Regions from separate parts of the Lactuca sativa genome. Here region 2 is linked to region 1. A link is a contact called in public Hi-C data. All regions are on one chromosome and are shown on one strand. The core of a region is the stretch at or near the end of the contact, and the rest is flanking DNA. Distances in the headings are between cores, read along the strand shown.

Region 1 (5,374 bases), core at 2,774-5,273:
TTTGGGACAAAATCTCTTCAACAAATAAAAAAACCACAACTCTGAAATAGGTAAAGATTTGACTATACAGTCACAGGCTCACAGCTGTAAAACTAAATAATATTAAATTAAATCTAAAGATTTAATTTATAATGGTGTCGTAATAGTGTTGGGTTGTTTTTGTCTTTGTTGGAGTGAAGGTTTTTGGCTAGTTGAAATTATCATATTTCATAGTTACTTAGTTTCATAGAGATTGTTGGTGATAGTTTATTCAATATTTTATATCTTGTAATTATGATTAAGTTGTTTCATGTGACCATCTGTATTCACAGTTTTAAAAACGTTCCAAGATCATTTACTATCATTAATTAAACACTCAAAGATGATAATGGTACATCCCTTATCCCCAAATAAGTTTGTGCACTGAAACTTCAAAGGTCGAGTAGGAAGTTATAAATCACCAACGACCCTCTTTCAAATATCAAATCAATCTAAATCGTCTTTTCAAATACTAGCCCATGGAAATGACTGGTTGCAGTGCGCATGATGGACATGATCATCTTGTCAAATTGTTGTTGATTGGCGACTCTGGTGTAGGCAAGTCTAGCTTAGTCTCACGATTCACCAGGGGGAAGTTCAGACCCGACCCAAAACCCACAAGTACAAACAACATTGTTGCTAGACATGTATGTGTTGATGGAAAGGTCTTCAAGGTTCAGATTGTGGATATTCCTGGGATTAATAGTAGTTACAGTGATATTTCTACAGAAGTGCTAAGCACAAACGGAGCACTCATTGTTTACGATGTTATGAGTCTTTCCACCTTTGAAAACGCTGAAAAGTGGTATAAGGAGTTACAAATTGCAAATGGGGAAATTGAGGTGATGCTCATTGGGAATAAATCTGATCTAGTGAATGACTTTGTCAGTACTACTTGTACAGATGCTGGAAAGGAACTTGCAGAGAGGGAATCACTTGGCTTCATTGAAACATCTGCCAAGGACAATAAAAATGTGGAAAAAGCTTTTGTTGAAGTGGTTACACTCATCTTTGAAAAGCTTATCGAAAATGATACCATGGATGCAATCAATGCACATGCTTTTCCTGAAATGTCTTCCGAAGGTTTGAAAGAAAATGTATTTTAGCTAGATTTCTTATATATTTACATATATTGTTGATTGGTAAGTAAGTTTTGCATGGCAGCTCGTATGTCCAGATATAGTGGGAAAAATGAGCCAGCCCATTATATGTTGAAGATCGAATCTTTCTCACTTCTTTCTGAAGCTAAAACCATTAAGTTTGAATCTGATGTTTTTGAAGCTGCTGGCTACAAATGGTCAGCTTTCAATATCCTAAATATTCAACTATTCTCAACTATTTTATGTTCATATGCAACTTTTTTATAACTTTTAGGAGGCTAGAATTGTACCCAAATGGAAATGAGGAAAGTTGGGGCAATCACATTTCAATATATATATGTGGCAATATGTAATGCAGAAAGTCTCCCAAAGGGATGGGAAGTGTGGGTTGATGGAAAATTTTGTGTTTATGATCATATACACCACAATTATATAACCTTCCAAGGTAAAATCGTCGACGCCTTGATTGATGTTATTAACGTGGTTACATATAAAAGCATGAACCTGACAACCTTCGTGTTAATCCATGTGTTTAAAGATGTTGATGGGAAGAGGACAAGGTTTCATGAGAAGAAGACCAGATGGGGATTTAATAGACTCTTATCACTGGCTTCTTTTACTGATGCTAGAAATGGTTTTTTCTTTCTTGATTCTTGTGTGTTTGGAGTTGAGGTTTTTGATGTTCCAAAGTTCGCAGCAAACGATCAATGTTTATCGATGATAAAACCTCCGGCAGTCGTTAACACTCATACTTGGACAATTGAAAAGTTTTCAGAAATAAGTGAGAATCTATTGTACTCGGATTACTTTAAAATTGGGAAAGTTCATTGGTAAGTTAATCATACATTCTTGCCATGCATTGGGGTTTTGGTTAGATATCAATATATTGTACATGTAGAAAGACTTAAACGTAATGCTTCAAGCTGGTTGATTTCAGGAAGATAAAACTCTATCCTAAAGGACAAGGAGAAGGAAAGGGCACAAATCTTTCAATTTTTCTCCAAGTACATAATTCTGAATTGCTTCCGGATGGGTGGACTGCTTATGCAAAATAGAAGATTCGTGTAAAGAATCAAGGTGGGGATGTTGATCAAGAGAGAGGTAATATCTGATATATTCGAAGGCCTGAGATTCCTTTCACCTAGATTATTTATCACCTCTTGATGTTTTGTATTCCGGTTCTGTTTTGCAGAAGCTGAACGCTGGTTTTGCAAGTCATCCGCTTCTTGGGGTTATCCGAGTTTCATGTTGTTAAGTGAAGTTGGTGACCCAGAAAAAGGCTTCGTGTTGGATGACGTTCTTATTGTTGAAGCAAAGATTTCAGTTGTTGGCATTCTAAAAAATTTTAATTGAAACAAGGAATCTTGAATTTTGACGACTTCTTACTTCGAAATGTGTGATTAATTGTTGTTTTGATTAAAAAAACGTAAACGTATTTAAAAGAAAAATATATTATAAGCTAATAACATTGATTGATCAACAAACTTTAAGTTAATAGATTCTAACTAGTTTTCTTTTTCATCATGCCCAAAACGTTCCCCAATGATCTTGACTAAATTTGCTTGAAGTTGACGCAATAAGCAGGCGTCATGTACATCTGATGTGTTTAATTAAAGATATTGTCAAAAAAAATAAATACTTGAATCAAATATTGGTTTAATTGAATGAAAATTGAGAGCTTGGAACACATTGAAGTTTTGCAAAGTTTGGGAGAACTTGTGCAATTTGAAAGTTGTTAGAAATTTTGGGTTTGTTTTGTGTTGCCACAGCCCCAGCCCAGCCCACATGTGACCATTTTGTGAATACAACATGTGTCCATATGAAATCTGTCATTTAACTTATACAAATAATTTCAAAATAAGGATGTCCAAAGACACCCTCCCTTTATAGGCTAATTATGAATGTGTCTGTCCCATTAGAACCCATGTTTGTCTATAAATAATAATTCCTTGCACGCATAAAATTTCAAGAGAGCGGTCATTCTGAGGTTGAGAGCATATACTTTATAGTAGTTAGTAAGCAATATTTATTCTTTTGTTTTGAGAGCTCAAGTGAGGTGTAACCTTTGTGTGTGATTGTAATTTTTCTTAGAAGTTTAATAAATTTTTCTCTAGTTAGTATGTGGACGTATGTCACTTTGACCAAACCACGTTAAACAATGTGTTCAGTTTTTAATTTTAGTTTTCAAAAGTTTTATTCCGCAAGTTTCACTGAAGTTCATTTATCATTTGTCTAAATTGCTTAACTTGTTTTGTTGTTCACTCAACAAAAATATATTTAAGGGGCACACTTTATTCTTCGCACATGATCTTAAAGTCAACGGACGGATAACCATAAGTGCATATAGGAAAAGCTTTCACTAAACTTGTCATTTGGTGAGAACAATTGTAGGACAAGGCTTGCAGTTAAGACCACATCATGGATATGTATATCAAAGTTTGCGATGTATGTTAATTTAGTATTTTTCAATGTTCACATGCTTAATTGTTGACATGTGAAAGTTTCATAGCGTTGTTGGAAAATTGGTAAGCACCTATATGTATCAACATTCTTGTAGATCAGTAGATGTAGTAAGTGAATTTTTGTGTTTGTCCATGTAAGACCTTGTAGAATCTATGAACTCCATATATGCTTGAATATAATATCTCTTGTTGGCTATTTTTATCAAACTACAACCCAGAATTCCTTGTTGAATCGAATCTTTGTTGATACATAATTCTTGTGTGGTAAGCTGAAATGAAATTGCTTGTCATTAATAAGTAAATTTGTGAGTATTCAAACTAGTTGATAAAAAATTGTTTTGTCTTGTTGAAGTTGTATATTTTTCTTGAAATTGTAAAAAAAATGGTTTAATATATTGTTTTCTTTTGTTAAATACTTTTCTAAATTTGTTTATCCAGAAGTATTTAACAGAAAACAATGGGCATGAAAATGTAAAACACGCGGTTTCAGAATGAATAGCATGGCGGGACCCAACAAATCGAAGGACTCGAGGGAAGACGACCATGAAATAATCAAAATCGAAAGGATCCGTCCAATTTCTCTGTAATTGCCGTCTTTTTCATTCCAACAACCTCAGCTTCATCTCCAGTTTTTGATTTTTTTTTTCTGTTCAATTTTTTCACAACAAAAAAAAAATGATCAGAAACCCTAATTTCCAGGTGAGGAAGAGGAAGTGGACGACGGTTTTGTTTCTGCTAAGAAAGAGGAAAAGAAAGAATGAAGAATCTCACCAAGACGGCGTTAAACATCCTAAAATTGTTGAGATTTTTGACGGAAATGAAGGAGATGATGATCATCATCATGAAAATGATCATTATCGCTCCGATGGGTCTGATGCTGATGAGAGAGACGAAAACCCTAGAGATAATTCCGATGAAAAAATTGAAGGTTTTGAACAGGAAAACCCTAGTTTAGATCTGATGCAGGAGGATGAACAAGAAAACTCAAAGTCTGCGTTATTGATTGTTTCCGAGAGGAAGAAGCATGGTGGAGATACAGATACTCCTCCCGACGATGATTGCTGTCCAATCTGCTTCGATGATTTCTCAATTGCCTGTAAAACAAACTGTGGACACTGGTTTTGTGGTAATTCTTTCTACATCATTTCTTTCTTTCTTTCTTCTTCTTCCCCATCAATGGTTTTTCAAGGGTTTATTGATTCACATATACAGCAAATTGCATACTCCAATTCTGGACATACAGAACAGCTCTTCAAAAATGCAATTGCCCAATTTGTGCACGACCCATTACCGAGTTGACACCAGAGGCATCTTTACTGATTATCCATGAAGTTGAAGTCATCGAAGCTCTAAAAAATGTTCAAAGGTATAACCGCCTTTTCCAGGGTGGTTTTAGTGGTGTCATATGGGTAGGTTTGTTTACATAATAATACACCATTATCACTTTCTTTTAAATTTCTTTTTTGATTTTTTGTTTTCCTTTTGGCAATTGGCAGAAAGTTTTTGAGGTTCCTGATGTATTTAGAAGAATGTTATCTGGTTTGATGGATCCAGATAGATTCAGAGGAAACTACTATGCAATGCGTATCTTTGCTGTAAGTTAATCATATAAATCAGTATTTTTTATGGGCTTAAAAATTAATGGACATTTTTTTTTCATGATTGCAGTTGTTGATGTCCTGCATTTATAATATGAGTTCCTTTGACTTCATTCCAACAGGTTTGTTTCACTACACCATATTGTTGTGTACTACATTCATATAAATAGCAACAAACTTTACCACATTAGGTTGC
Region 2 (5,078 bases), core at 865-3,364, 150 kb before region 1:
GTGGAAATTTGGGGGAAATGATATAAAAAGTTTCAGTTTCCCATTTGGTGTTGGGTGGATAGTTGTTGTCATCATAGACTTGTTTACTTAATCATGAAATCTCTTTGTAATAAGACTAATAATCTTCTCAATGAAGTTGATGTTGGTTGTTCTCATGGGAAAAATCCATTGCATAAATGTGAAATGGTCTAAATTATGCATATCATCCATCACCATAACCATGTTTTCGTTTTTTTTTGTTGATTATGTTATCGACTTTTGAGTTTGAATGATATCTTGGGTGTTGGTGATGCTTAATGTTCGTTTATAGAGTTTCCACTAGATTTATACAAAGATTTTATAGAGATTTTTGAGACTATTTAACTCAATAAGCACTTTTTGATAAAAGTGTTTATTAGCTTATTTGGTGATAAAAACAAGTTTTAAAAATATGTTTGGATTAGATTATGTGGTGGGAATATGCTATAAGTTGATAAACCATTTAAAAAAAAGTGTTCGGATTTTTTTTAAAAAGTCTTTTTGATGGTGTTAAAAAGTTGTTTTCAAAAACATTTTCTATCTTTCAAACATATTTTGTAAGGTTTTTTTTTTTTTTTTTGGAAAACTAATAAGTCAATAATCATTTTTCAAACTCAATCTCAAACACCTCTCTAATAGAAACCTAAACCTAGAAACAAAAAACTTAATATCATACCGTCAACGATCATCCTCTAAACTTCGTTGTCCTTACCCAACATGGAATCTTCAATGTATCCATGGAAGTTTTCGATTTATTGGTTCCGACATATCATATGTGTAGGAGAAGACAAAGTGTTGTTCTTCTTATGAATGAACATGTGAGTGTTTGTGTTATGTGAAAATCACATCTCATAAGAAGTGATGAACAAATTCATTCAAGAGATTGATTTATTAACTAATAACATTATAAATATAAATAAACGATAAGATTAGATAATATTATTTCATTTTAGAAAATAAAAGAAAACCATATGGACGATGATGGATCATATATGCCACACCATCTGTTTTACCTGTTAAATCGGGAAAACAAATCATGATATATTTTGAAGAAAATATCACGGTGTATCTATTAGATAATATTTAAAGTTCAATGAATTGTCACAAACTAAAAATAGATAATGAAGAAAATGTTTAAAAACCCGACAACTATGATGTTATATTATGACATTAACCCTTTAATAAAACAATTGGATTCATAGTCCTAATTTCCATGTGGTTTTGTTGAAATATGTTGTATAATTAATGCCCAACCATTCACATGAACATAACATAAGTTATCCATACATTAATTAGGGTTTATCGTTTATCAAAGCCTACCTGAAAACAAAAAAGTGTCGTTCTCAACAAGCACGACCTAAATCTTCTTTCTTTCCATACTTTACGATTTTTTTTCTTTTCATCCTATGCTATTTTCTTGTCAACTTAGGCATAAAAAACCCATAACTAATTAACTTTTTCCTCTTTTTTTGAACGACTAAATGGTTATATATTAAAAATCAAAAAATAGCAAGGAGCTAGCACACATTTACAAGGTGTTCAAGGGGATTTGAAGCCAAAAAAATTCAACTAACATTAACCTTTTGGTTCCAATTAGGTATATACTTAAATTGATAGTAGCACAGTTTTTTTGGGTTGCCCTCAAGACTAGCAACCAGACATGATGATTTTGGAGAAAGAGGTTGATTTATTATTTGATTAATAAATTGAAATAAATGATTTATTAATATATTATGAAAATAATACATTAATTAGAAATAATAATATTTAATTAATTTTTAATTAGAAATTAATTGGAATTAGTTTTAGGATTAAAAGAATTAATTACAAGTGTAGGAACTGAAGTGCAATTGTTCAATAGTTGAGCAAGAGGCAATCTAAAACCCTCCATGAAGGCATGGACAGTTTCTTGGAGATTAAGGAGTTCTAGAATGGTCTTTGGTAGATAAACATGAAGGTAGATAACTGCACGATTTGAGAATTTCTTGAATTAGAGTTTATCTAGGGTTTCCTGACTGCACTATATAAACAACCTAAACCCTCTAATTTTTGGCCACTGATTCTCTTGAAGAGCTAGCAAAAAATTTGAAGCCTCTCTCCTCCTTCTCAATCATTCTCTATTGCTAGTGTTGGGTGTGAACCACTAGAGGCGTGACATTTGTGACGTTTGCTCTCAAGGCTTCAACACAAGTATTTGGATTGTTATTACTACATAACAATCAAGGTATAATTACTTTAACCCTTATTTTGTGTATTTTGAATATATGCTAGTAGCTAGGGTTTTTCTATTTTGTTGTTCAAGTTATATGTTAAATTAGAGAAAACATAGATCAACTTTTATAGGGTTGCATGCACACATAGGGTTAAATGTTTTGCATAATACCCATCAAAACCAAAGGTATAAACTAATAATCAACAATAAAATAGAAAACCAACTCTCAAAGCACCCAATATGTCGCCATCATAATAGTAATCAATGCATTCTTCTTAACCAAGGGCATATGTAGAGTCCAACATCTAAAACACCCAAATGCATAGTGAAAGAAAGCTCCAACATACTAAATATGGCATTCCAAGTCCTCACAACGATCACATTAACCAAATAAGTGAAGTAAATATTCTGACTGCAACGAACACTCAAGACAAAGAACCATAGGAATATCAATGCCTTCTCGACAAAGTTCATTATGAAAGGAAGTCGATTTAAACAAAGACGCCAAAAGAAGATATTCACATTTCAAGGGACGTATTTTATTCCATCTCATTTCGCCATTGTCGTCCAATTTGTTTTTTTGTGTCTTTAACAGTGAACTTACCTTTTCATTTTTTTTTCATAAAGTTAATAATTACAGTGATATAATTAGTTGTTACTTAATTTAGATATTAATCCCTCCAACACTTATCAAAGTTTTAATGGGATTTTGTTTAAAAAAACATCACAATTTCTTGAAACATCATATTACAAGGCTATTGTCATACCTTGTAAATTTTGTGGGGTTCTTGATTATATTCATCGTCATGCCTTTGGAATTGGTCAAGCTACACCATAAGCTTGTGATTGTTACTAATTGTATGTAATTATACATAAATAAACCTTTTAAGTAAAAATAACTCATAAAATTATGTGAGTGTTAAATGGTGGTTGTGAATCATATCTTGGTGGTTGATGGTCTAGTTAGTTGGTTTTGAACTTTTAATGGATAATGGAGCATTGAGATGGCCATAAGGTTACAGGGTGTAAGCGACACGTCTATGGCGTGATGTTAAGATAGAACATCATCACGGTGTAAACACTGCCCCTCTCAACCATGACGCTGAGGTGAAGTCGAGCATCATGACCCCTTTACAACTGACCACGACTGCTTCTTTTTCTCTCATCTCTTCTTCTCTCCTCCTCCATTTTCTCTTATTGTGATGACCACACCCTCATGTTGTAGTGTGAAGATGGTGTTGAGGTGGAAGAGGGTGGCTGAGGGGTGGCGTGATGATCAAACCCGCCAACCTAAGGTCTAAATGAATGGTGTGGCATGTAGATGTAAGATGAATGATGTGGAATATGGTAAAAGTAATGAAGCATTGAAAAAAAATCTATCTCAAAACAACGTTCTAAGATATGGCAATGACACTATTGTCACGCCAACGTCATATAAATAAATGAACACGTCACCTTCAACCTGTAAAAAAAAGAAGTATAATGGACAAAAAAAAAAGTGCTTTACATAATATATATTTCTTTTAAAAATAACTTAAGTAGTGATTTGGGACGTTTAAGAAGCAATTTAAATCTTTTACATATTTGGTAAATATGTAAAAATAAAATTAAAATATTTTTGTTTTGATTCAAATGACCATTAAACTCTAGATTTTAACTCGATTTAGCCACTAAACATCTAATCATGTTAAATTAAAACCTAAAGTATGAACTTTTGTTCATTTTGGCCGTTCCAACCTCATGCATCCAAGTAGCCGATTTCCCTGCCTATGTGGCCTAAGTGGGGGTAAAACGACTCGTTAGCCACTAAACTTCTGATCATGCTAAATTAAACTGTGAACTTTATTTTTTGTAAAAAGAAAACTAAACTCTCTTTTAAGTATTTTATGTTTTTTTATTTATTTTTTTTTAAATGTAATTTTCATTAAAAATTGAACTCTAAATTTCGTTCTATATATTTATTCATGTTGACATTAAGTTTATACCGAAAATAATAAATTAAATAATCATTTATACGTAAATCTATTTATCATAAATCTATCACAAACAATTTATAATGGTTGTCAAAATTAGTTGTTACAGAAAATTTAATATGTAATTTAATTTTAAAGAAAAAATATAACTGAATTTTGTGAGTACATGCACTTTTTAAGAATTTAAAAACCTATATTTGGATCATACTTAACATTTCCTTATATCAAGTCTAAAAATTAGTTAAGATTGAATAAAATCATCCGTATGTTTATATTTATAATTTTCTTCTCTCTCTCTCTCTCTCTCTCTCTCTCTCTCTCTCTCTCTCTCTCTCTCTCTCTCTCTCTCTCTCTCTCTCTCTCTCTCTCTCTCTATATATATATATATATATATATATATATATATATATATATATATATATATATATATATATATATATATATATATATATATATATATGGTCTTTTATTGAAGTTTTTATAACGGTTTGTTCTTTTCCAAAAAAAAATCATACTTTTAGAAAAGAAAAATATAAAATTGGGAGAAATAGTGATATTACTTTAATTGAATTAAAAAAAAAAAATCATATACGACCAAACTCAAAAGCCAAAACTTTAATATACTCTAATATATTTATATATTTTTACAGTTTTTTTAAAAGGTTATCAAATTGATGAAAAATAAAACGAAAATAATAATAATGATGAAAAAAATTTAAAAACAAGTTTAGTTTTTACTTAAAAATTATATATATATATATATATATATATATATATATATATATATATATATATATATATATATATATATATATATATATATAACTAGGGGTGCAAACGAGCCGAGCCAAGCCCGAGCCTGGCCAAGCTCGGCT

The links. Hi-C and Micro-C count contacts between places; a contact is called where the count stands out from the background.
Region 2: a contact with region 1 is called in a Hi-C map of leaf, with 7 times the contacts expected there. The contact joins the promoter of LOC111888246 here to the promoter of LOC111888240 in region 1. A contact is called at or near these places in 2 of 4 Hi-C or Micro-C datasets (both in leaf).

Annotation. Positions count from the first base shown.
Region 1 is chr9:219,170,623-219,175,996 of Lsat_Salinas_v11, reverse strand. LOC111888240 reads left to right here and starts at 4,023. Exons shown (of 6, transcript XM_042898189.2): 1 at 4,023-4,163; 2 at 4,280-4,706; 3 at 4,793-4,989; 4 at 5,077-5,175; 5 at 5,249-5,300. The coding sequence starts at 4,541.
Region 2 is chr9:219,319,852-219,324,929 of Lsat_Salinas_v11, reverse strand. It overlaps LOC111888246 (MLO-like protein 4), which reads left to right and starts at 2,114. Exons shown (of 16, transcript XM_023884374.3): 1 at 2,114-2,242. It overlaps LOC111888237, which reads left to right. Exons shown (of 5, transcript XM_023884367.3): 5 at 1-164.